Regions from separate parts of the Mus musculus genome. Here regions 2, 3, 4, 5, 6 and 7 are each linked to region 1. Evidence: chromatin contacts called from public ChIA-PET, HiChIP or PLAC-seq and promoter capture Hi-C data. All regions are on one chromosome and are shown on one strand. Each heading gives the region's core, a stretch centred on a gene start, on an enhancer-like site or on the middle of the called end of the contact. The rest is flanking DNA. Distances are from core to core; before and after follow the strand shown.

Evidence for each region. Promoter capture Hi-C pulls out the DNA fragments that hold promoters and counts their contacts. ChIA-PET counts read pairs in DNA pulled down with a chosen protein or histone mark. HiChIP or PLAC-seq counts read pairs in DNA pulled down with a chosen protein or histone mark.
Region 2: a contact with region 1 is called in an H3K4me3 HiChIP or PLAC-seq map of bone marrow-derived macrophages, with 4 times the contacts expected there. The contact joins the enhancer-like site here to the promoter of Eif4g2 in region 1. A contact is called at or near these places in 4 of 39 promoter capture datasets (hippocampal neurons, liver, neutrophils and 1 more), 2 of 115 datasets of contacts at active chromatin or transcription factors (bone marrow-derived macrophages and regulatory T cell precursor) and 1 of 9 other capture datasets (adipose tissue).
Region 3: an RNA polymerase II ChIA-PET map of memory CD8 T cells shows a contact between it and region 1, with 21 read pairs. The contact joins the enhancer-like site here to the promoter of Eif4g2 in region 1. A contact is called at or near these places in 12 of 39 promoter capture datasets (the 3T3-L1 cell line, 3T3-L1-derived adipocytes, the C10 cell line and 8 more), 9 of 115 datasets of contacts at active chromatin or transcription factors (differentiating embryonic stem cells, effector CD8 T cells, embryonic forebrain and 6 more) and 3 of 9 other capture datasets (adipose tissue, liver and pancreatic islet).
Region 4: a contact with region 1 is called in a promoter capture Hi-C map of cranial neural crest. The contact joins the promoter of Swap70 here to the promoter of Eif4g2 in region 1. A contact is called at or near these places in 4 of 39 promoter capture datasets (cranial neural crest, liver, neutrophils and 1 more), 1 of 115 datasets of contacts at active chromatin or transcription factors (large pre-B cells) and 1 of 9 other capture datasets (adipose tissue).
Region 5: a contact with region 1 is called in an H3K27ac HiChIP or PLAC-seq map of the NIH/3T3 cell line, with 8 times the contacts expected there. The contact joins the enhancer-like site here to the promoter of Eif4g2 in region 1. A contact is called at or near these places in 12 of 39 promoter capture datasets (the 3T3-L1 cell line, 3T3-L1-derived adipocytes, cranial neural crest and 8 more), 1 of 15 datasets of contacts at CTCF or cohesin (the NIH/3T3 cell line), 18 of 115 datasets of contacts at active chromatin or transcription factors (the NIH/3T3 cell line, SST interneurons, astrocytes and 15 more) and 2 of 9 other capture datasets (adipose tissue and liver).
Region 6: an H3K4me3 HiChIP or PLAC-seq map of the 230-238 cell line shows a contact between it and region 1, with 4 times the contacts expected there. The contact joins the enhancer-like site here to the promoter of Eif4g2 in region 1. A contact is called at or near these places in 2 of 39 promoter capture datasets (liver and pre-B cells), 2 of 115 datasets of contacts at active chromatin or transcription factors (the 230-238 cell line and regulatory T cell precursor) and 2 of 9 other capture datasets (adipose tissue and embryonic stem cells).
Region 7: an H3K27ac HiChIP or PLAC-seq map of embryonic stem cells shows a contact between it and region 1, with 2.6 times the contacts expected there. The contact joins the enhancer-like site here to the promoter of Eif4g2 in region 1. A contact is called at or near these places in 16 of 39 promoter capture datasets (the HPC-7 cell line, HPC-7-derived erythroid cells, cranial neural crest and 10 more) and 3 of 115 datasets of contacts at active chromatin or transcription factors (embryonic stem cells, memory CD8 T cells and pro-B cells).

What each region holds. Positions count from the first base shown.
Region 1 is chr7:111,081,660-111,084,359 of GRCm38.p6, forward strand. Eif4g2 (eukaryotic translation initiation factor 4, gamma 2) reads right to left here and starts at 1,371. Exons shown (of 22, transcript NM_013507.3): 1 at 1,126-1,371.
Region 2 is chr7:110,269,190-110,271,889 of GRCm38.p6, forward strand. It overlaps Swap70 (SWA-70 protein), which reads left to right. Exons shown (of 12, transcript NM_009302.3): 7 at 711-892. Among named protein-coding and RNA genes, the nearest start is that of Gm32861, 18 kb to the right of the region's middle. Within about 2 kb of position 1,407, at least 72 of the 459 cell types and tissues checked have an H3K27ac peak or open chromatin away from gene starts, as enhancers often do. A contact at or near this core is called in bone marrow-derived macrophages and neutrophils, where this site is marked.
Region 3 is chr7:112,052,302-112,055,001 of GRCm38.p6, forward strand. Usp47 (ubiquitin specific peptidase 47) reads left to right here. Exons shown (of 29, transcript NM_001357952.1): 2 at 916-1,119; 3 at 2,541-2,654. Among named protein-coding and RNA genes, the nearest start is that of Usp47, 30 kb to the left of the region's middle. Within about 2 kb of position 1,305, at least 24 of the 459 cell types and tissues checked have an H3K27ac peak or open chromatin away from gene starts, as enhancers often do. A contact at or near this core is called in effector CD8 T cells and memory CD8 T cells, where this site is marked.
Region 4 is chr7:110,220,316-110,223,015 of GRCm38.p6, forward strand. Swap70 (SWA-70 protein) reads left to right here and starts at 1,388. Exons shown (of 12, transcript NM_009302.3): 1 at 1,388-1,594. The coding sequence starts at 1,496.
Region 5 is chr7:111,975,209-111,977,908 of GRCm38.p6, forward strand. No RefSeq gene overlaps it. Among named protein-coding and RNA genes, the nearest start is that of Gm33204, 33 kb to the right of the region's middle. Within about 2 kb of position 1,398, at least 51 of the 459 cell types and tissues checked have an H3K27ac peak or open chromatin away from gene starts, as enhancers often do. A contact at or near this core is called in the NIH/3T3 cell line and trophoblast stem cells, where this site is marked.
Region 6 is chr7:110,240,763-110,243,462 of GRCm38.p6, forward strand. It overlaps Swap70 (SWA-70 protein), which reads left to right. Exons shown (of 12, transcript NM_009302.3): 2 at 2,622-2,700. Among named protein-coding and RNA genes, the nearest start is that of Swap70, 20 kb to the left of the region's middle. Within about 2 kb of position 1,404, at least 28 of the 459 cell types and tissues checked have an H3K27ac peak or open chromatin away from gene starts, as enhancers often do. A contact at or near this core is called in the 230-238 cell line and pre-B cells, where this site is marked.
Region 7 is chr7:110,107,977-110,110,676 of GRCm38.p6, forward strand. No RefSeq gene overlaps it. Among named protein-coding and RNA genes, the nearest start is that of Wee1, 13 kb to the right of the region's middle. Within about 2 kb of position 1,450, at least 283 of the 459 cell types and tissues checked have an H3K27ac peak or open chromatin away from gene starts, as enhancers often do. A contact at or near this core is called in the HPC-7 cell line, embryonic stem cells, hematopoietic stem and progenitor cells and 5 more, where this site is marked.

The sequences.
Region 1 (2,700 bases), core at 121-2,620:
AGGTACTGCCATACTGAGCTATAAACTTTCAAATATAATTTATTTCCGCTCCCAGCACTGCAGCTGGTTGAACTTTCACTGCATTGCAGCCCTCAGAAGACTAAAATAGAACGAAGTCAAAACCCACAAATACACAATAAAACCTGTTTAGCCCCGTGGATTCTCTTAGTATTCAAGGATGCAAAGAACAGCTTTTGTGAGAAAAATAAAATGAAAAAAAATCTGGATGCTGCCTAGGAAGCAGCCGTATTATGGGGCCTTTAAAATTAAACAGAAATGCTATCAAGACCGGCGGTGCTACAAGGGATATGTCTGCGGTACTAAAATGGGTGGCCGGGGTGGTGACAGGCCGGCCAGAGCCTCACTACCCGGTGTTGGGCAGCTTTTCCTCCGCTCGTCTTTATAAGCCCTTCCTTTTACACAGGGCGCGTGTGGAAAGCCGCCGGAAGGCCGGGGCCACAACACAACATGGCAGCAGGCACCTCCGCCCCACTCCGCGCGAACAAAAGAGCAGCGAGTTCCTCCCCCAGGCCCAGGCTGGCTCAGCTTCCGAGCGGCGTCTAGCGAGGGCCCAGGCCTGGGCGGGAGGCGCCCCCTCCGGGCCGGCCCTTTGTTCTCCCGCAGGAAGGCGGCCTCCTGCCCACCCGCCGCCTCCACCATAAATCCCCCGGCTGACAGCGCCTCGGCTGCCAAGGCCCACAAAGGGACCGAGACTCGCTCTTGGCGTCGCCCGAGTGGGACATCCCGCAGTAGGGCCACACACCTCCTCCCCGCCGGGAGGCCGGGCTCCGGACTCGTCCGCCTCGCTGGTCCCGCGCCAACGGCCGGGCCCTGCCGCGGGCCGCGTCCCTCCCGCCGAGGCGCGAGGCCTGCCACGCTCGCACGCTGTTCCCGGATCCCACGTCAGGATCCCGGCTGCGCCCGCCACTCGACCGCACGTCAGCCTAGCTCTTCGGTCGACACAGGAAGGAGCGCGGAGGCCATAGATTTCTAAGTAGCCCAAAGGCAGAGGAAAGGCCGCCCCGCCCGGCTCCGCCTGCGGCCGCCATTTTGTTCCACTCGACAAGAAGCGGCCAGGGGCGGCGGCCATCTTAGAGGGCTCCGCTCGGCGGCGACTCCACTCACCTTCACCGAGAACTCAGCAGCTGCCACCGCAGCTGCCTCCTCTGGATCCGGTCGTCGGGGACGGGGAAGGGAGGGGGAAGGGGAACGGAAAACAAAAAAGGGGGAGGGAAGGGGGAGGAAGGAGACGCGGCCGGCTTGAAAGTCTCAGCTCAGAGGAGTAGCTGCTGCAGCCGCCACCTGGTACCCGCCGCCACCTCCATAGAGCTCCGGCTCGCTGCTGGCGCTGAGGCGTGTCTGAAGCCCAACTTATCACTCTGAGGCGGCCGACCCACTAGAGCCTCCCCGAGTGGCTCCTTCGCTATCCAATCAGCAGCCGGGCTTCCGTCCGCTACCAATCCGCGCAGGGCGGCGGGGAGGAGCCAGCGGGCAAGCTCGGTTGCGGCGCAGCCTCGCCGCAGTGCGCAAAGCCATATTCGCGAAGGCTCTGGGGCCAAGCCAGTGGCGTAAGGGCGGCGGGCCGGCGCGCTGCGGGACTCTTGCGTAGCGCCGGGAGCCCAGTGAGTGTGCGCCGCCGGGCCGCCTGGTCTTCCTGGGCCGGCGCTTTGTTCCGGAGTCCCAGCCTCATGCTTGCATAGAAGAACCTTTTCCTCGCCTCTCCTCCCTGACCCGCCCGGGCCTGGCGTCCTGAGGGCTCGGCGTGGCCTTGCGGCCTGGCCTCGGTTTAGCGTCTGGGAGCTTTGCTGAAGAGAGGGACGTGTGCCCATCGATAGGAATGCGTTCTGTTTGTTGGTCCTCCATCTGCAGAGTAACGAGAAAAGGATCAAAGGAAGGGCTTTGTATCCCAGGCTAGAGGCAGCTTTAACTCAAATGCTCGGCCTGCTGTCACCGAGCTTGACCCAGACAGTATACTAGGCTGGCTTGAGAAGTGTTTGCAGAGCGCGGGCATTTGGAAATTGCAAAGTCATTTTTTAAAGTTTTTCCTTCATTTTTAACAAACATTAAAGACGGGCAGCGCAGTGCTTTCATTTTATTTAAGGGCTATATAGGAAAATGAAGCATTTCAAACTATACTTCCAGGTGGTATTTTAAAAGATGGGTTATGTATGTATGCCACAGTATGCAACATTTTAGCTTTCCAAAAATGAAGGTATGTAAACGAGAAATGTCCCATCTCTGTTAAGCATGCATTTTTTTTTTTCAATAAGATGGGTTACTAAACTAAAGCACGTGTGTTTTCAACAGTCATGGCTTGGAATTCATTCCCAAGAGCTGGGTTTTCAAAGACCCAAACGTAATTTGGCATGTCTTGGTGTTGAAAGCCCTAGTTCTTAAATAGAATTTTCAGCAGACAATTGTACTTTCCTTAGTATTTAAGTCTGCTGAAAAGTGTGGCTTTGAAGGTTTATAATTCTAGTAAACTTAGGTCTTTGCCTTAGAATTAATGCTATTAAATAAACTTTCACTTAAACTAAAAACTGTAAAAACCATTTTTATTTGGGGGTTAAGTGTAAAAAAGAAAAGCATTTTTTAGGAGAGGGGCAATTTTTTTCAATATAAGAGATTTTGCTTTGTATATATAACTTGTATGGCTTTATAACTAGTAGAAATATATACTGTGATATTTTAGTTTTTCAC
Region 2 (2,700 bases), core at 157-2,656, 810 kb before region 1:
TATATGTGTCTTAGGAAGTCCTTTGTGTGCTATGCTATATAATAAATGGTAACTACTGTGATATGTATTTACATATAGGGAGGGAAGTGATTTCATAGACATAGCTGAGGGCAGAGTCTGTGTAATAGACTGCACATCAGATGCTAAGAACTTTGATTCTCTGCCCTTAGTGTGCCTTAATTTTTCTTGGCTTTAAAAACTGTTGTTATGTGTATGTGTGCTGATGATGTGTGTGTATGGGCATATATTGCCACATCTCATGTGTGGATCCCAAGGATTAAACTGGTCCAGGCTTTCACAGCTAAGTGTCTTTGCATGCTGAGTCATCTTGCCTGTCCTTATCTAGCATTTTGGGGAGTAGGAAAGGGCCAGGTATGTGGTATCAGCACTTGGTAACCAAAGACAGCAGGGTTGCTCTGAGTTTGAGGACAGACCAAACTGGGCTATCTAATGAAGCTCTGTCTTAGAAAGTGTGTGTGGGTGTATGTAGTGTGTAGTGTGTTTCCAGTGAAGTGTCTGTAAGCACAGGTGCACAGCTGTGGACCTGGACTCAGAAAAGACTTGAACGCACATCTTTCTCATGTGGGAGCTGGAGAAGCTGATACTGCCCAGGCTGAGCTCACTGGCACCATCGCACCCCGACTGGTGTTACATATTATTCGAGTTTAGATATATGTTGTAATTCCTGTTCTTTCTCCTTCTCCTTCTAGCCATTTACTCCACCATCCATCTGTTGAAGCTGGGCAGCCCCCCACCACACAAGGAAGCCCGCCAGCGTCGGAAAGAGCTCCGAAGGAAGCTGCTAGCCGAGCAGGAGGAGCTGGAGCGGCAGATGAAGGAACTCCAAGCCGCCAATGAAAACAAGCAACAGGAGCTGGAAAGCGTGAGGAAGGTTAGGCGCAGGACAGAGATGGCAAGGGAAACAGCAAGGGAAGCGCAAGCAACAGGAGCTGGAAAGCGTGAGGAAGGTTGGGCACAGGACAGAGACGGCAAGGGAAGCGCTGTCCCGCTTGGTACCCAAGCCACACACAGCCTCAGGAGCTTTGCTTTCTGCACAAAAGTTAGGAGTTGTTTGGTGAGCTGAGTTCTCAGAAGGTGTCCAGCCCTAGGGCTAGCAAGCTGTGTCTATAAGGGTAAAGCTCTGAGCTGTCCCTCTTAGAGATGGTGCTAAAGGGCTTAGACTTGAACCGTTGTTTTGTGTGTTCACACATGCTCTGACAGCTCTGTGGGATACACACACAGAAGTAGAACTGAGAAGTAGAAGGTGACCCAGATCTATAGGCAGGAAGGCTGGGCTCATGGAAGAGCCGCTGTCTTGAACAGTGCTGTTCACTCTGCTGCAGGAGGCTCTGTAGTCACCTGCTGCAGCCAGACATGGCGAATTCCAGTTTGTGACAATGACTAGTCATGTGTTTCTGAGGGGAACTAACTTGCTGTGGCGTTTGCTGGAGGTTCTTATGTCTTGCTGCTCTCAACGTCTCTTTGTGGTTTTACTGTGGTGTTGCGACTGCCGCTGTCCTTGTTTTACGGCAGGGCCTCAGTATGCAGCTTTGGCTGGCCCAAAGCTTCCTGTGTAGACCACACTGACCTCTAACTCAGAAATCAGCTCTGCCTGGGAGGAATGATGAGGCCACCATGTCTGGCACTGTCTTTGTTTTTTTTTTTTTATCTGTTTAGAATTTATAGAATGTGGACCAAGGTTTTCCATTATGTTGGGTAAAATTTCCATGTATTTCTTCAAGTATTTTTGCTCCCTTTTTACTTGTTCCACATGCTGTTGAACAGAATATTGTGTGTAACAGTCACCAGATTCTCTGATGCTGTTTATTTTTCTTGTTTTTCTGTCCTTCTGACTGTATAATTTCTGTGTATCTCTTTAGTAGCCCAAAGAGATTGTTGAGCCCCTCTAGTTGATTCTTTTTTGAAATAAGATCTTGAAGTCCTGGCTAGCCTTCAACTCTCTACATAGGGAAGTTGGCCTTGAACGTCTGCTCTTCCTCTTGCAGCTTCCAGTTCAGGAGTCCTAGGTGTGCTCCAGCACACCACGCCCTGGCTTCCTAATGCTGTGCACGCTGTGCACGGCGTGCACACCGTCCTCTAGAAGACTTACTCTTCAGTCGGTTCTTGAACATTGCAGCTCATCATTCTCCATTTGGTTCTTTTATATTAGCCTCTTTGGCCCTTGGTCTTGGGAAGATTATATGCCCAGTACAGGGGAACGCCAGGGCCAGGAAGCGGGAGTGGGTGGGTTGGGGAGTAGGGCAGGGGGAGGGTATAGGGGACTTTCAGGATAGCATTTGAAATGTAAATGAAGAAAATATCTAATAGAAAAAACTGAAATGGAAAAAAATTAATTAGCCTCTTTATTGATATGCTTTCTCCACTTGACCGAATATTGTTATTCCTTCTATTATATCTCTAACTGTGACTTCCTGTCATTCTTTTATAGTATATTTATTGTAATGGCTTTGTAGATATGCTCCTGTGCTGCTTCAAAGGCTGTGCCTGTTGACTGTTTTCCTACATAGGGGTTACACTTTCCTGTTTCCTCATACTTTTTTTTTTAGTTGAAAACTGGATGTTTTAGAAGATAAGGTGGTGTGGGAACTATGGATACTGATCCTGACACCCCTACCCGAAGCTTGCCATTGTGTGGTTATTTATTTAGTAGTGACTTGGCTGGACTATTTCCTGGACCCC
Region 3 (2,700 bases), core at 55-2,554, 970 kb after region 1:
AGCATGAGAACAGAGCAACAAGGGATGCCTAAGTAGACTAGAAGAGGAAAGCTGGAACTGGAAGACGCTCAGCTTGGCTCTGGTTTCAGAAGCTGGGTAGATATAGGTAACTCATGTTGAGGTCGCCATTAGATGAGGAAGAGGGAATTTCTTCTACTCAAGCATCTGGTGTGTTCAGACACAGTTGATTTAACTGTTAGTATCATGAGAAATGGAAAAGGAAGTCAGTATTTTCAAGAGCTTAAGGGAGGGTATAGGGCATACTTGTTTTTTTTTTTTTTTTGAGAAGGATATATATATTTTTTTAAATTGTCTTGACATTTACTGATAAAAAGAAGGAAGGAAAATTTATAATTCAGTTTCCAGGTTGATAGCTGAAAAGACTTGGTAATGATATATTTTTAAAGGTCAAACTTGTTAATTGAGAACTTTTTACATGTATGAGTGTTTTGCCAGCATGTGTGTCTGTATACCACCAAAATGCTTGGTGCCTGTGGAAGCCAGAAGAGAGCATTGGATCTGGAGCTGAGTTAGAAGTGCATATGAACTCATGCTCAGCATGAGTACTGAGAACTAATAAATTCAGGTCCTTTAGAAGAGCAACAGGCTCTCTTAACCTGAGTCATTGCTTTAGCCCTAAATTTTGTAATTTTTAACTTTAAGTTTTCATGGCTTCTTGGCTCTATTGCTTTATAACCTTAAAAGGTAAAAGCAGATACCCATAGGAATGGCTACTTCCCCCAAAGCAATCATGGTGCTTATGTTTGACATGATCTATTGGGATGTGTTTCAAACAGAGTAAAACAACACAGAGAAAATACTGTCTTATGGGTTCTTTACGCTGATCATAAAATTTTATGGTTAGTTATACTTGTGTTTCTTTTAAGAATAATTGAAACTTTTTTAAAATTTCAGATAGAAAATGCTGCTGAAGAACCTAGAGTCTTATGTATAATACAAGACACTACTAACTCGAAGACAGTGAGTGAACGGATCACATTAAATTTACCAGCATCTACCCCAGTCCGAAAGCTCTTTGAAGATGTGGCCAACAAAGTAGGCTACATAAATGGAACCTTTGATTTGACCAGGGAAAATGGAGTCACTACTGCTGACATGGTAAACCCTCAGACTTAAAGCATTTGCTTAAGCTGCTAATAATAATGTCATAGCTGTGATTACTGCTGTTGTTAGTGGTGCTAAAATGAAAGCTTGGACATTACAATTTCCTTTATATGGTTATCAAAACCGTATAGACACAGTGACTGATCCCTCTTCCCTTGCCTTGGTTCTAGAGTCACCAGTTGTCCTAAAATTTGCATAATATCAGGTCATCAGTTTTGTATTCATAAAAAGGTGACTATTATACATATCAACTAAAGGAAATTTTTCATGTTTACTGGAAGTTTATTTTAATAAAAATTATGAATAAAATCACTTTCATTTCCTTTTATTTGTGTAACTGTGCATTTTAACTCTCAAGCTCAAAGGTATTTCTGATGTATGCAGTCTCAGATGTGTGAGTTTGTTTTATGTCTCAGTTTCTGTGGTAGTAACTGCTTGCTTCCTTTGTGATGTTTCTGTTTCATTTTCTGTGTTGTCTCATTTCTATACTGCAGCATCTCCCCAAAGGCTTAGTGATTCTTGTTTTACTCGGAGATCTTTGTAGTCAAGAATCTGCATGGAGGCTGACTAAATGTGCAGTATTCAGTTTCCATTTTCATGTTAGAGGGATGGGGCGTGCCGATGTTAGCCCATCTCTCTGGGGTTGAGAGATGACCAGCATCTGGTTGCATGGTTCTGCTCTCTACCTCGGTGGCTATAGTATCCAGAGAGAATAAATTCTGATGTCCACTGCTTAGTCCAAGGAGGAAAAGGAGGGGCTGGCCTGACCAGAACGCCTTTCCTCGTTTGTTCACTAGTGTTTTCTACCACCTTTATCTCCATAAGTCTCCTAGAGGCACTTTGAACTGTAGGTACTTTGAGCTCTAGGGTTTTTCTAGATTTGTTTTTTTCATAAGTCATAACTGTTTTCTATCTTACTTTTTAATTTCTCAGAATTTCTGGTATGTTCATAGTACTCTGTTTTCCTGTGCTATTGCTAAATTTTTAAAAACAAAAAGCAAAAAAAAAAAAAAACCTTTTGACATTCTTGGAGATTGGAGGATTATTCAGTAGTTATATAACTTTTTCTAGTTTTTATGAAAATCTATTGCATTGCATACATTTTAGAAAAAGAAATCTATGTGCATGTACAAGCAGTATTGATTTTTAGTACACATTATGCTTACATCAATCCCTTCGCCTTTTCTTTGTTTGGGGTTTTAGATGCTGGGGAATGTGACCCTCTGGGATGCTCACAGCATAAACTGTCAATTGAGCTCAGCAATTCAGCTCGTGATAGAGGGGTTCATTCAAAATCTAGCTTAAAAGAAATTTAGCCAAATCATTACTGAAATATTTACATATAAATATGTGTGTGTTTGGTGTTTTATTATCACATTTTTATATATACTCTTAACATTATTTTGTACCCATAGGCACCACTGGATCACACCAGTGACAAGTCTCTTCTTGATGCTAATTTTGAGCCAGGAAAGAAGAACTTTCTGCATTTGACAGATAAAGATGGTGAACCGCCTCAGATGTTGTTGGTAAGCTATTTAGAAAGACATAATTTTTGTGCACTAGGAGTGCAGT
Region 4 (2,700 bases), core at 138-2,637, 860 kb before region 1:
TATCTCTCCTGTCCCCTTTAAAATAAGACATATGTGGACATCAAGAAGTTTATTAATTTACAGGCAGGGTTTCATTTAGTCCTGGCTAGCTTCAACCTCCATATGTAGCTAAGGATGTCATTGGACTTCTGAATTCCAAGCGCTGGGATTACAGACATGCACCACCATGCCTGGTCTAGCACCGTGTAGTGCTAAGGATAAATTCAGGGCTTTGTACATGTTAGATAAGAGCTCTACCAACTGAGCTACACCATAGGCCCAAAGGAACTTTAAAGAGGAAAAATAAACTACACTTTGATCTGGGAATCCCCTGCTTTTGACTTTTGATAGTTATCCTTTCCATAGTGTCTAAGGATTGTGCTATTGTGATGAGATTCAAGTTACCCAGTCACAGTCACTACCCCAGGCAGTGGGAAAGAGCCTTCTGGACCATCTGGTATCTATGCTCTTTCTATTTGTGGAGAATTTGAAGTCAGAAGAGTTCAAGTGTAAGAGATGCCATCTGGGCACTTCTCTAGGTCTGGATGGATTCTTTTAAGTGGTCAACCATTCTCATTATTAAAATAGATGGAGTGATTTGCATGATTTCCAATAATGGGAGCACAATCCACCAGCGACAGCAACTTTACCTCCGTGAAGCTCTTCCTAGGATGTGAACTGATCCTAAGCGGCAGAGGTTAGAAAGAAAATGTTGCTGGGCTTATTAACTTCTATTTTACTCATTTATTTATTTATTTATTTATTTATTGTAGGTGTGTGGGCATGCGGTGGAAGTCAGGAGACGACTTGCGATTCTCATTCCCCTATGTGGGTTTAGGAGAGAGAACTCAAAATCGTTAGGTTTGGCATCAAGAGCCTTTATCTATGAGCCTTTATAAGCCTATCATTGACTTCTTAACTCTTCTTAAAACTTGTTGCTCTGCCCCTAGAGGCCACTACAGAGGGCCATCAATGCATATTTGCAAAGTGCATGAAGCAACTTTCTTAGATTTCTATTTTTGTTTCTGTCTCCTTCTTTATCCTTCCTGATTTGGGACTGAGCATTCCAGGCTCTGCCTGGACATTTTTCGGGGTCTTGTCTGGCCTCTTAAGACCGTGACTCCATCCCAGGACTGAACCAAGACTCCTTTAATAACTGTGAGACTCCTGCAAAAGCCTCAGTGGCTGATCACTCCAGTCTTGAGTGTTCCTCGGGCTGGTGGGCATTCCTTTGGGAGCACATGCGAGCTTTGAAAATGGCCTGAGTTGGTGTGGAAACCCACCACAAGGACTTTGCGTGTTGTTTACGTCCCCGTAGTGGGCAGAGGGTATCCCAGGGCTGGTTGGTAAGACGGAGGGGCGGGACCAGAGGGGTGTGCCCTTTGGGAGGGCGGGGCCTGCAGCGGTCAGGTGACCGCGCGGCGGGCCGAGTCTTCTGTGGGGATCCTGCAGGAGGCAGAGGCGCTGAGTTGCCGACTGGGCTGACCAGGTCTGTTAGGGCAGCGCGGCCGCGGCCATGAGGGGCTTGAAAGACGAACTGCTCAAAGCCATTTGGCACGCCTTCACCGCGCTCGACCTGGACCGCAGCGGCAAGGTCTCCAAGTCGCAACTCAAGGTGAGCCCCCTGCCGGCGCTCTTCCTGTAGGGCACGGGACCCGCGGCGGTGTCCGCAGGGAGGGCTGCTTGGGAATGTGGCGGGGCGGCGGTCCTCACTCTTCCTCAGGCCTCCGGGCGGTGCGCGGGGGTGGACGCGCTCCTGCGGCTCCCGCGACGGCCGAGGTGCGCTCCGAGAGGCGCCGCGGGACCCGCAGAGCGTCTCCCCCCGCCACGGGCTGTATGGGGGCCCGGGAGCCTCAGGCTCGCCTCCGGGACGCTGAGCAGAGCCTCCCCGCCCCGGCGTCCGCAGACCTTGGGGCCAGTGAGAGCGCGTGCGGAGCGGCCCCGGGTCTTACGGGCTCCCTGCAAAGGCCATTGCTTTTGCAGAGTCCTCCTCAGGGCTGCCTAAAGACTCCAGAGTATGAGGTACGCATAAAGGGATACTTGTAAGTCGAGTAAACCCCAAAGTGGCACCCAGCCAGGAGAAATTGGCAGCGTCTTGAAAAGCCTGAAATATAGAAACAGACAAGAGGAGCCATTCAACAGGCATTTTTAAAATATACACATTTTGGATCTGAATGACTGGGTTTTCTTAGCCTCTTCTAAGAAAAAAAATTTCCGAAGTTTGGGTTTGCTTTGTATATTTTGTGTAGTAAATGAGGAAGTTCTTTTCAGTAGTGACTTTTATTGCCAGCAGGATCTGGCGGGCTCACTTGTTTTCCTTTTGATCTTATTCATTAAATCATAGTCTGGAAGGACCGATGGAAATTAGTCACATACTTTTACTTTAAAAAAAGTAATATACGGGGTCTTGGAGAGATGGATGCTCCGTGGTTAGGGGCGACTGCTCTTCCAGAGGTCCAGAATTCTGTTCCCAGCACCCACGTGGGATAACTCACATAGCTATAGGGGTAGCCTATAATTCCAGCTCCAGGGGCTGCCTCTCGCGTCTGTGGGCAGCAGCACACACATTTTCACATGCACGCTCATAATTTAAAAATAATATTTAAAAAAGTTAATAATAGGTTTTTCTGGTGTACAGTTCAACGAGTTTTAGCACACGTAGGAAGTAACTATCACTAACTAACTAGGATTTCATCAGTTCTGTCCCACAAAGCTTTGTCA
Region 5 (2,700 bases), core at 148-2,647, 890 kb after region 1:
ACTAGTTTTTATGAATCATTTATAGACCAAGCATCTTTCAAATAGCATCTAATTCAACATTCACAACTCCCTTGGAACAAAGTGTTTTCCCCCATCTTACAGATGAGAAAACAGGTTTTTTCAAAGTTAAGTAACTTGTTCAAGGCCACACATAAAAAGGAAATGGCAGAACCAGAAATTAAACTGGTCTATCGGGTCCCAATCACTAAGTCACTGTTGCCTCTTACTAATTCTCTGCAACCAACTCACTTACTTGCCTTCCCCCTCTGAAGTCTTACCAAAGTGCACTACTTTTTCTCAACCCAGTCTAAGGAGCCTGTGGACTCTCCCTCACAGCCATTTCCTCCCGCAGGCCAACTCTGAACTTCTACCCAAACATTATGTTCTTCAAACGTCTGTCCAGAATGGAGCTTCTCCTTCCAAATATGATTTGCCCCTGTTCTTCCCAAGTGTGTCCTCAGTCTACCTAGCACCCAGGCTTGGGAACTTCATGCACTTCATTAAGTTCTGCCTTTTGATCCTTTTAATAATCAGCTTATTAATTTTACTCCAAGACATTTCTCTAGGGTTCCTTCTCACTGATCATCCTGATTCAACAGTACTAATGGATGCTGAGCATCCTGCCCTTCCCTCACCCATCCTATAACTAACCCTCTCTAGGACACCCATCCACTCAGGTTGCTGATCTCAAGTCCAGGACTTGGAAACAGCTCTCTTGAAGACTTGAGTTTGGTCTCCAGAACCTATGTGGAAAAGCAAGGCTTGTGGGCTGTGCTTGTACTCCTAATGCTTCGGGGAAGAGACAGGCAGGTCCCTGGGGCTTGTTGGACAACTAGCTTAGCTTATTTAGTGAGCTCCAGACTAAATAAGAGATTTAAATCTAAATGAGAGATTCTTGCTTTCTCAAACTCCATAGTTTCTCTCTCTCTCTCTCTCTCTCTCTCTCTCTCTCTCTCTCTCTCTCTCTCTCTCTCTCTTTCTCTCTCTCTCTCTCTCACACACACACACACACACACATGAAAGCACCCACACAAACATGTACATGCACACACAAACCCACACATGCACACACATGCACAAGCATGCACACACACAAACACACACAAATGCATAACACATTCACCACAGACACAAAGAATCCAGTTTAAACTCCTTACACAGGTAAAGATCTACCCTAGTCCACCTTCCTGATGTCTATGAAACAAAACTTCCAGAAGTTCTGCATACACTTTGGCATTCCTCCTAACAGCCCCCAAGCTATCCCTCCTGCACCTCTAATCCTATCAAGCTTCGTTCAGATGTTCTCTCCAAAACTTTGCCTCAGGTGCTGAGTCAGTCATGAGTGTGTCTCCCTCCTCCGAACTTCCTGCACATGATGTCATGTGTGTGAGTCAATGTGGCTTTCTGCAGTGATTCAGCTGTTTGTCTGTACATCTTATAATCCACACTAGATGTGAGTTTCTGCTGGACCATGATTCACCTTGGTATTTGACAAACTTAACACAGACCCTAGTATGGGGCAGCTACTTCTTAGCTTGATTTTTCTGTTTTGGTTTGGTTTGGTTTGGTTTGGTTTGGTTTGGTTTGGTTTGGTTTGGTTTGGTTTGGTTTGTTTTTCTTGGTTTGGTTTGGTTTGGGGTTTTTTTGAGACAGGGTTTCTCCTGCTGTGGTGGAACTCGCTCTCCCAAATGCTACGATTAAAGGCATGTGCCTCCTGCCTGATTCTTAGCTTAATTGTTAAGGACTCTTTTGATATATGACTGCCAAACTACTTAACAGAGGTCAGAGCAACTAAGCCTTTAAAGTACATTCAAATAACCACCCACAGCAGGCGACCTGGCTCACCCAGGTCCCTGGATGGTCTAGCCAGAGGCTGTCCTGATACAGTCCTGTGGGGCGCACTCTAGGATAAGCCACCCCACTGGTACCAAACTCGTTTTCTAGTATTTCCCACCACACCCTGAAAGGTAAGAACATGCCATTACCCATCGTCACAGGCCAGGCTACAAGATGCTAGGTGGAGACTGAACCTCTCTACCATGATGAAAAACGATAACTGGTGCCAAATTACTCGCTTGTCAGACTCCATTCGTCTCTGTTTCTCAAGCTACTTCTGTACCCAGAGGCCTCCATCAAAAGGCTCCAGCTTGTCCCTGGAACCTGGGTTCAGGGAAAGTTCAAGATTGTGCAAAGACAGAGGGAACCTCCAAAGTCTAAACTCATGAGAACGATAGGCAATCCCCACTAGTCCTTCATCCAGAGCAGAGCCAGGGTGGGGTCTGGAAACAAGTTGCTATCTTATCTCTGTATACTTGAAAGTCCTGGGATAGGAATAGTTCCATTCTCAAGGCTTCTGGATAGCACAGAGAATAATCTAAAACAGAAGATCAAACGGTCAAAAACTGGAAGTTGGAATTTTTTAATCAGATCTGGTTACTTCCCATTAAAGCAAGCTAGTCTAAAAATGAGCAGAAATCCATTATTCCCATCGCCTGTACTACCCAACAATATTGTTGTACGCATCAAAATTGCTGATAAAGTAGACAGAGTTTATATATATATAGATTAGATATAGATATATGTCGCTCACATGACAATTGTACGTAGGAGTCTAAGGCATAGGAGAGGAGGCTGAAGATGTGGTCAGCAGGCTTTATATACAAAATATTAAACCTTTACCCTGCCCAGTGATAAATTACG
Region 6 (2,700 bases), core at 154-2,653, 840 kb before region 1:
GTCTCCACATCTAAGTGCTGGGATTATAAGCATGTGCCACTGTGCATAGTGTATGCCATGATGGGCATCAAACAGAGGGCCTTGTGCATGTCAGCAAAGTATTCCGCCAACTGAGCTGTATCCCAGATCCCCCACCCACGTATCCTAAGGTGTGTGTGTGTGTGTGGTTTGTGTACACATGGCTGCATATGTTTTGGTGGCTCAGAATTAATGCTAGGTATCTTCCTTAACTGCTCTGTACTCTGAATCCAGAACCAATTCCAGCTAGTCTATCCTGACGCTCCCCTCCTAACCTTCCTCCAGAGCACTGGGATTACAAGCCGCTGCCGTCCCTGCTGTCCACGGGGCAGGTATTACAAGCTCATGTGCCCACAGTTGCCTTAGATCCTGGGTGTTAGGATTTGCTCATGTGTGAACAGCAAGCTCTCTGAGCCATCTCGCAGGCCATGACCTTTTTTCTTTCCTTTTTCCTTTTCCTTTTCCTTTTCCTTTTCCTTTTCTTTTTCTTTTTCTTTTTCTTTTTCTTTTTCTTTTTCTTTTTCTTTTTCTTTTTCTTTTTCTTTTTTCTTTTCTTTCCTTTTCCTTTTTCCTTTTTCCTTTCCTTTCTTTCCTTTTCTCTTCTTTTCTTTTCTTTTCTTTTCTTTTCTTTTCTTTTCTTTTCTTTTCTTTTCTTTTCTTTTCTTTTCTTCTTAAGCAAAATGAGAGGTGCAGAGTAGGGTGTAGTTCAGAGGTAGAGTGCTTGCTTAGCCATGTGTCAAGCCCTGGCTTCAAATCCAAGAACAGGAGACAATAACCTAGACAACAAAAGCAAAGAACTTTTTTTTTTTTTTTTTTTTTTTTTTTTAAGGAGCTGCTATGAGTCCTGTTTTCTATCCCTGGCCTTCCACCAACCTAGTCCTTTCCCTCACTGTTAATAGTTTCCTGTGTATTCCTTTGGAATTCCTTATTTTTTTCTCTCTTTTCATTTATCTTGTGACACTTGAATATTATATACCCTTAAAAAAACGTAGTTTATCGTGGAGTTATTTTCTTGTCAGTACACAGTGAGCTTCATCATGATTTTGACATTTTATAGACATACCATAATTTAACCACTGGTTGGGGATTTTTACTTGGTAAAGTCCCGAGTGATTTTTATGTTTGGATGGTCTTTGAACCTGATATAGGAATTTTTCTTTGTCATTTTAAGCATTTTATGGTCTTGAAATCAATCCTTACAAATCTCTTTGGGATAGATAGAAGAAATAATATATTTAGGATTTTGCTGACTGTGGTGTGCAAGGCTTCATGACATCTCTACTGTGTTCCTCTCAGAGGCTCCACTGGTGTATAATAATACAGGGTCTGAGGAACACAGCCGCTCAGCCTGCTTGGTAGGGCTGGTAAACGTCTGCACTGCTGCACCCGCGACGATTAGTAATTGACTTCCTTAAAATTGATAGAGCGTGCACAAAGGATCTCCACACAGATGAAGCTTTGAGAAACAAAACCAGTATAGAAAGGAGATATGCAAATGTTCTTTTTATAGATTAAAACTTTTAATCTTAAAAAGACCTAACTGAAATAGGTGTATGCAGAAGTTGACTTCCTTAATGAAATTGAAGGTGCTTATGTAGATGAATGTGGCGCCCTCCGTCCCCACCAGGGTTTCTCTGTATAGCCCTGGCTGACCTTGAACTCAGATCCACCTGCCTCTGGGACTAAAGGACTAGAGTTCGCAGCTATGTCCAGCGAATGTGGCAAAGAGTAGTTAGTTAGCACAGCCTTAACCTTACTTGATCTGTTCAGTATTCAAACGAAATGGAAGTTGCTCTAGTTTCCATGTAACTTAAAGCTTGAGACAGGTGAGTTTGCTGAGTCTCTCATGAGTGCTTAAGTGTGCACTTAGGTTACTGTGCCACAGCAGTAGTCCTGTGTGTGTGCTCTGGCATAACAGGTCTCCTCCCTTCCGCTCTGGTCCCCCGACCCCTTTTGCTGAGGATGTAGCCCAGGGCCTCCGCACACGAGGCAGGCACTCTGCCACTGAGGTGCATCTCTAGCTAGCCGTCTTTTTCTTCTGTGTCTGTGAATATTTATCCTTTTTGGTTTTGAGACTAGGGATATGCCAGTCTGGCCTGAAACTCGTTGCCCCGTTTGACTCCAGACTCACAGTCTTCTGCTGGAGCTTCCCAAAGGCTATGTTAATATGGTTCTTTCTAATACATGGGAAATGTTGAGTCCAGGGCAGCTGTGTCTTGTCTAGGTCAGATACCTTCTCCAAAACGCTTTACAGCATTTGTTAGTTTCTGTAAACAAATTCTCATGGCCAAGCAGGTTGACGAGGGGAAGAGTTTAATTTTAAATGCATTCTATTGTGCCTGCTCCCCTTTCCTCCATAATGTGGACTACTTAATAAGAACCGTCAAGAAGTATTTGTTCTCAGACCTTCATGGGGTCTGACTCATGGTGAGCAGGTGAAACAGATCTTGGAAAAAGGAATGAAAAGACTTGAGCCATACCCCATGTTTGGTAGATTCTTCTCATTTTTTACTTAGAGCAGGGGCAGCTTGTTGTTCACGTGGGTAAGGTGTTACGTGGTGGTAAGCGGGTGTCTTTACAGTGTTGTTTTTCCCTCCTCTTAGGTCCTTTCCCATAACCTGTGCACGGTGCTGAAGGTTCCACATGACCCGGTTGCCCTTGAGGAGCACTTTAGGGATGACG
Region 7 (2,700 bases), core at 200-2,699, 970 kb before region 1:
TCACAAACCTTTATCTCTCTCTCTCTCAAAAAAAAGTCTCAAAAGGACTTTGTAGTGTATCACTGTATTGTTCCCAATATCCAATATTCCCAGTTGTTCTCAGTTCCCAATATCTGGCCTGTAGATAAATCTTAGTATGGATTCACTAAAGGAACTAACAAGGCAGCAATAGACATACTTTTGTATGTACTGTTCGTATTTTGCAATCTGCAGAAATGTTTCTATAAGGGCTCTGGGTCAAATAATACATTATCTCAGAAATCACTAAAACAGTCTTTTTTTTAAAAAATATTTATTTATTATATGTAAGCACACTGTAGCTGTTTTCAGACATGCGAGCCACCATGTGGTTGCTGGGATTTGAACTCAGGACCTTTGGAAGAGCAGTCGGTGCTCTTAACCTCTGAGCCATCTCTCCAGCCCCCCCCCCCTTTTTTTTAAAGATTTATTTATTATTGTATGTAAGTACACTGTAGCTGTCTTCAGACACACCAGAAGAGGGCGTCAGATCTTGTTACGTACGGATGGTTGTGAGCCACCATGTGGTTGCTGGGATTTGAACTCTGGACCTTCGGAAGAGCAGTCGGGTGCTCTTAGCCACTGAGCCATCACTCCAGCCCCTAAAACAGTCTTTAAAAACATTTTTAAAAACAAATTAGATCTGACTGATCTAGTAATGAGATCTGACTCCCTCTTCTGGTGTGTCTGAAGACAGCTACAGTGTACTTACATATAATTAAAAAAAAAAAAAAAATACCAGGTGGTGGTGGCAGTGGTGGGGCATGCCTTTGATCCCAGCACTTGGGAGGCAGAGGCAGGTGGATTTCTGAGTTCGAGGCCAGCCTGCTCTACAAAATGAGTTTCAGGACAGCCAGGACTATACAGAGAAACCCTGTCTTGGAAAAAAAATTTTTTCAGTAAAACATTTTAGTACTATTTATTTTTCTGTACGTGTGGGAACATCATGCCATAGAACACATATGGAGGGTGGTCCGAGGACAGCCTCTCCTGTAGCTGCCCCTGGAATGTTCTCTGCCCTCTCAGCTCTTCCAAAGCAACACTTCCTGTAGCATGTGTGATTTGTCTCCTGTTCTGACCTGTGTGAAGGCAGCCTGGAGGTGGTAGGCTAAGCATGATGTTTAAACATGAGACACAGTCATATGGGGACTTGGTTGTTGCACTTAGGAAGTGGTGTTTGTTTTCCTCTGTGTATGCATCTGGGCTTCCAACTGCCTGACCAAGTCACAGAGCTGGGTTCTCTTTACCTACCCAGCTGCTGGGTGAGCTCATCTTGATCCTATCTGCGGTGAAGCAGGGTCCTTTACAGAACTTTAAAACTTACCAGTGAGTCATCAGGCCCCGACAACAAAAGCCAAACACTGTTTAGTTGCTGCTAGAAACCAGCAAGGGAGGAACGGGAGGCCGGGAGGCAGCCGTCGCGCCCCTCCCCCTCCCCGACAAGGTTTCTGACTCACTGAAGAAGTCACCACGTCTTATGTACTGCTCCAACTTCAGCAAAGCCTGCTTAATTCATTACAGTGTGACCAGCCAACAGGAGCTGTCCTTGTTGCTCCTGGTGTGGTCACCCAGATCATTTCCTGTACATGTCACAAATCCCAGGGACGGGCAATTACTCGATTATCTGCTTTTCTAGTGGCTGATCTGTTTGGGACTCGGGATTTTTATTTAGGACATTTCTGTGATCTTTTTACTTAAAAATAAAATTAAAAAAAAGCATCCCTTTATGTCTTTGTTAAGAGCAAGGTAACGAGGATTGAACCCTGAGTTTTGTACATGCCAGCCACACACTCTCCCCTGCACTATACACCCCCAGCTCAAGAAGCGGGATGAGGCGGTGGGGGGTGGGGTTGTGATGGATTACAAAATTGCTACTGTGAGACTAGAAGTGTAGAACACTTGCCTAGCATGTACAGGGCTCTGGGTTTCATCCCCAGTATTGCAATAAAAATAAAAATTAATTTGGGTGGTGTTAGTGCATGCCTTTAATTCTAGGACTCCAGAGGCAGAGGCAGTTGGATGCCTGTAAATTCGAGGCCAGCCTGGCCTACATTGAGTTCTAGGACAGTGGGGATTATACAGAGGAACCCTGAAATGACCACAGAAAGCAAATAGGAAATACAAGAGTTAGTTTGGTTTGGTGCTCCATAGAGCTGCAAGTCTGAAATATGCTGCTTGTGAACTCTTATGTTGCAGTGATGTGACTGGGATTGGGGGTGGGGGCAGTCTGCATTTTCTCTTGAGAAAGGACTTCCTGTCTGATGGCCGAGAGCTGCAGAGATAACTGGAGTTAGCCTCCTCCCACTAATATGCTAGGTTACCGTCAAAATCCATGCTGCTTGCAGCCACCCTGGCCTCCCACCTACCCCTCCCCACACCCTATTTTGGCTTCATTTTAATTTTACCAGTGTTTTGCCTGCAAGTACGACTGTGCACCATGTGTGCCTTGTGTTAGTGGAAGATAGAAGAGGGCATCAGATCCCCTGGAACGTTGTGAGTTGCCATGTGGGTCCTTGGAACTGGACCAAGTCCTCTGGAAGAGCAGACAGTGCTCTTAATTGCTGACACAATTATGCATTTTTTCCCCAAGATCCTAAAATGTATCACTCTTTGTTGGATACCATTCTGATACTTTGTTTTTAATTGCTTACTGTTGGGTATATGCATGGTATGTGTGAGAGA